2 separate regions of the Zea mays genome follow, and region 1 is linked to region 2. The links are chromatin contacts, called in public Hi-C maps. All regions are on one chromosome and are shown on one strand. The core of a region is the stretch at or near the end of the contact, and the rest is flanking DNA. Distances in the headings are between cores, read along the strand shown.

The links. A called contact is a pair of places that touch in the nucleus more often than the background predicts.
Region 1: a contact with region 2 is called in a Hi-C map of leaf, with 7 times the contacts expected there. The contact joins the enhancer-like site here to the promoter of LOC100194227 in region 2. A contact is called at or near these places in 3 of 25 Hi-C or Micro-C datasets (all in leaf).

The regions. Positions count from the first base shown.
Region 1 is chr8:110,568,707-110,571,406 of Zm-B73-REFERENCE-NAM-5.0, forward strand. No RefSeq gene overlaps it. Among protein-coding and RNA genes, the nearest start is that of LOC118473126, 12 kb to the left of the region's middle. Within about 2 kb of position 1,350, at least 9 of the 20 cell types and tissues checked have an H3K27ac peak or open chromatin away from gene starts, as enhancers often do. A contact at or near this core is called in leaf, where this site is marked.
Region 2 is chr8:110,479,852-110,482,551 of Zm-B73-REFERENCE-NAM-5.0, forward strand. It overlaps LOC100194227, which reads left to right and starts at 1,393. Exons shown (of 6, transcript NR_183229.1): 1 at 1,393-1,815; 2 at 1,903-1,924.

The DNA of each region.
Region 1 (2,700 bases), core at 100-2,599, 89 kb after region 2:
GGGCTTCGTGTCGGGCTCACGGGCCTCGTGCTTTTTGGCCATCTATATTTCTAGCAACGCGACCCTTGGGAACTGCCAACGGATGCTTCGGGAAATGGCTAGTCAAGGATAGGCTATTCCTGTATCCGGTATGCGAAGTGCGTTTGATAGCCGTTGGTATAGGATCTGGTGGCTGAGAATAAAAACGGTGACGTGGACAAACGGTGTCGCTCGTTTGCGTCACGGTTTGTATAGTAGTAAAAGTAATGCGTATTCCACTGTCCTGGAATCGGGTCTGCTGTGGTAGGGCTGCCATTCAGAGTTGAACAAATCATTTAGAAATCATTATGTTGCTCGGCAACAGATTAAGACCCTATATTGTACAACTCAACTTCACTAGTAAATCTGTTTTTTTAGATTCTAGCTTTATGAGAATCTTTCTTAGTGAAGCTGAGTCATTTTCATGTCCCCATTTGGCAAAATAACATCACATAATGAAGCGAAAGAATTAAATAACTAGAATGCACTTCTTTTTTCTCTCTCTTTTTGTTTACGTTTCCTTCTTGTAACACTCCAGCCACTCACAGACTAGCGAAGTTACTTCGAGCAGCCTTTTAGAACCATAGACAATTGCTCTGAGCTAAGCACTTTTAACCTAGGGTTTTTGCTTCCGAAAAAGAAGGTGCACTTTATTAGTAATGATTATTCTACCAATCCTATTAAAACTTTAGACAGGATGTCACAATACATTCTTTTTAGAAGATCGACGTCCTCATCGGTCAACCCAAGCTAGAAACCTCTCTTCTTGACTAGCCTCTGTGTCTAGTGTCGCAACACTATATGTCATGTCATGTGACCGCGCTAGATCCAAATACACCATGTGCAATATGCACGAACCTCTAGCCCACATACGTCCGTGAAACTATGAGGGTCAGCTTTGATATATCGTAGTCACTCATAGACTAGCAGTAGTTATTCCTGACAGTCTTCTAGAACCATAGACCACCTCTCATAGAACAACACAAATCTTTTTTTTTTGCTCATTTTGTCCTCATTCATAGTATACCTGGGAAAACCTTTTGGTCGGTTACCCATCTCAAAATTGGTCTAAAGCAAACATGTTTAATCAAATAACGAGATAAGATAAAAAAGAAAATGCACCTTGCTAGTTGTCGTGGAGGGCCCATGAGTATATACGTATATGTAATATATTTAGTATTTAGTTATATATTGGGCTTATTGAAATAAAACTTTGAAGGCCCATACACTAAACATAGAAGTCCAACGACCCGCCCATCATCCACATCCATCTATTTCCCGCATCGCTTCTCTTACTTGCCTTCTCTGCTTCTCGCCCTGTCGCTCTGCTAGTCTGCTACGCGACCAAGCGACAGCAACAAGTCAGTCAATGACGGTCTCAGTTCTCACGGACAGGGAGCATTATATACTAGGGCATACTCCCTCCGTCCACGTAGAAGTGGCGATTTAGTTTTTCTCAGACAGAATAAGATACAAGGGAAAAGTTGCATGTGCCCCTAGTTTAAAGCTTGATTACATTCCAGACTTAATTACAATTAATTAATATCACCGCTTCTCGTTTCCTGCACCAGGCACACGTCCCAGCCTTCACCGCTCATCTTCTGCAACTTTTTCCTTGGCGCCAAATACTGCCGCTCAACAAAACCTGCAATTTTTCATGTAATGAAATTTTTCAGTAAATATTTCACTTGCCGCCATTTTTCCAGGCCTCTTTGGCGCATTTTTAAAATCGATACAAGTTCCTATAAATACAACTATGTAGCAGTAGCAAAACACTCACCAGCGCAGTAGCAACACAATGTCTCTTGATCTCAACTCCTTACCGATTCCAGATCTCAACTTGCCTACAGAAGATAGTGTAGCAGGAGCATTACAAGGTGAATATGATGAAATTACTACTTATGCATATGGTAAGTTCATCATATTTTGTTACTAATCCAATTTTGTTGCATGTAGATAAAGGATTACCAAATCAGTTCGAAATTAACATGCATTGGGGTTATGATGATGAAGCTTTACCTGATTTGAACATCTGTATCGACCCATTTGAGCACAGTGAATACAATGTTCAACAGTAGCATGATGGATCTCTCAACCAAATGCAACAGACAGCACCAGGTACATTCTTGCATTAGTATTCATTCAGTATGCATAAATTTCTTCTATGTTCACTTTCTGTTCATCATGTAAAGTTCGCAGGAATAAAAGAAAAAATCTCACCAAGCAAGAACGAGATGACATATACAAAGCCCTGCTACAAAGCAGCAACAATGGGACATTGAGGAAAATTTCCACTCGATTAGTTTCTCAAACATTCAATTGTAGCATGAGGACTGTAGAGAGAATTTGGGAGAGGGCAAAGGCATGCATTCAAGCTGGAACCACAATTGATGTGCAGTCCAGAAAACCTATGAATTGTGGTAAGAAAAAAATTCAAGCTGATTTTGCTCCCCTTGCTGAGATTCCTCTCAATGAAAGAAGTACTATTAGGGCAATTGCAAGTAAAGTTGGAATGAAAAAGAGCATAATTCATAAAAGGTTCTGAAAGGGAATTAGGCTTACACCTAGTTCCTAAATAATTTTGGTGGTTGAATTGCCCAACACAAATATTGGACTAACTAGTTTGCTCTAGTGTATAAGTTATACAGGTGCAAAAGGTTCACACTTAGCCAATAAAAAAGA
Region 2 (2,700 bases), core at 143-2,642:
GCCCGACCCTAGGGCTCGGACTCGGGCTTAGCCCCGGAAGACGACGAACTCCGCCTCGCCCGACCCCAGGGCTCGGACTCGGGCTCAGCCCCGGAAGACGACGAACTCCGCCTCGCCCGACCCTAGGGCTCGGACTTGGGCTCGGCCCCGGAAGACGACGAACTCCGCCTGGCCCGACCCAGGGCTCGGACTCGGACTCAGCCCCGGAAGACGACGAACTCCGCCTCGCCCGACCCCAGGGCTCGGACTCAGCCCTGGCCTCAGCCGACGGTCTCTGCCTCGCCCGACCCAGGGCTCGGACCGACCACGTCACAGGAGGGGCCATCATTACCCTACCCCCTAGCTAGCTCAGGCTACAGGGAACAAGACCGGCGTCCCATCTGGCTCGCCCCGGTAAACAAGTAATGATAGCGCCCCGAATGCCCCATGACGACGACAGCTCTCAGCCCCCTTACGGAAGCAAGGAGACGTCAGCAAGGACTCGACAGCCCCGACAGCTGTCCTTCCGCTAGGCTCCAGCGCTCCTCCGACTGCCACGACATCACACAAACAGGGTGCCAAAACCTCTCCGTCTGCCACGACGGCATGTACTCAGGGCACTAGCTCCTCCCTGCTAGACACGTTAGCACACTGCTACATCTCCCATTGTACACCTGGACCCTCTTCTTACGCCTATAAAAGGAAGGTCCAGGACCCTCTTACAGAGGGTTGGCTGCGCGGGGACGGACGGGACGGCGCGCATAAGCCTCTCGCTCTCTCCCACGCGGACGCTTGTAACCCCCTACTGTAAGCGCACCCGACCTGGGCGCGGGACAAACACGAAGGCCGAGGGTTTCCCCTTTTACGCCTATCTCCCTCCGGCTTTTTCCCCCTTCGCGCTCCGTCTCGCGCCGACCCATCTGGGCTGGGGCACGCGGCGACAATTTACTCGTCGGTCCAGGACCCCCCGAGGTCAAAACGCCGACAAGATGTGATCGTTATTTATAAAAAAAATGACGCGGAATGACCGTTAAAACTGATGATACAGTAGAGATAGAGATACAGATAAAGGTAGAATCAAATCCGCAATCATCCGCAACAAGTCTAACATTCTCTTTAGAAAAAAAATTCTACTTATTGTGTGTTTTCAACTAAACTATATTTTTTTTATAAAAAGTTGTATAATTTGAATGAAATTTCTGTGTCCTCAAACGCGTTACGGTGCAAAAAAGCTACCGCAGTAACCGATTTTTTATATATAATACAAGTAGATCAACTGATTTGTTGTATCAGCAGTGACGTGCTATGGGCCATGGTAGAAGACAAACGAGGTGTTGCCGTATGAGTCTGACGTCCCCACCGGCTGAGGACTCAGGACACAGGACAGGACGACACTGCGCGTAGATTCGTGTGGCTGGCCACACCGGCCACCTGTATGTTGGCCCGCCGCGACCCAAATCTGTCATGTGCCGGCCCGCCGTGCCCCTCTGTTCGCCGTCGACCGGCCGGCCACTCGCTATCACTCTACCTCGCTAGAAAGTTCCAAACGACTACGGCATCCTCTGACTCCCCCGCTCTCGGTCCGCATTTCCATTGTGCTTTCTCCGTTGCATGCAGCCTCGCATCTATTCTAGCCTCCGCCCTCAGCTCACCACCACGACCCGAGGGAAAGGGAGAGGGGACGAATGGCGAGCTCTCAGTGCTGCGATAACCCGCCAGCCCTGAACCCGGCCTGCGGGAAGGGCAAGGTCGTCGACAGCTTCGGCGGGCTCAAGGCCTACGTCGCCGGCCCCGAGGACTCCAAGGCCGCCGTCGTCCTCGTTGCCGACGTCTTCGGTACTTCTTCGTTTCTCCTTCCCCTCGAGATCGTTCGCCTGTGGTATGGCACGTTACAAGTAAAAAGCCTTCTTTCTCCTCTTGCAGGATTCGAAGCGCCGATTCTGAGGTATCACTCCTTGTGACGGAGTTCCCCCCTGACCCTGTGTTCTTTGTTATCATCATCATTTTTTTTTGCAAACGCCCTTGCATCCAAAGATCTGTACAATCACTAGGGTTGATGGAGATGACTCGGTGGATTTTAGGGGAATGTCATTATCATCAATAATGGCAGGTGATTATGTGCTGCTAGCACATCCTAGGCTGCTAGTAAAAACTGTATTATTTTGCTCTGACTTTTAGTTCAACACTGAAGTGGCGAAACTTGTATCCTTTTGCTCAGTTGCTGGCACACAATTAGGAATAAGTACAAAATCTGATGGCATACCAAGAATTTTTCCCATGGTCTATGCCAGTGAGTGTTAAGTCACCATCTCCTGCTGGTTCTCAAAGTTTGTTGCGAAAAGATGGAAACAAATTATGTGAGTCAGATCACAGTACAGTAACTATTCACTACTACTCCCAAGTTCCAAATCGTAAGTGTAACTTGTTCTGGCCTTTTTAGATACATAGTATAGAAATAGCTATGTACCTAGAAAAGATAGAATGACCTACAATTTAGAATGGAGTAGTGAATAGCCTACCTATATATAAGCCAAATAGCTTATTACTTCATATCTATGCAACATGGATACATATACATGTATCAGTATCAGATGGATACGAGGACATGGATATGTCATTTTACCAAAAATATCCGGTACACGGATATGGTTCACTATTTTTAAATATAAATAAACAAATATAAAATGATGCATATTAAAATTCTAAAAGTAGTAGTAGCTT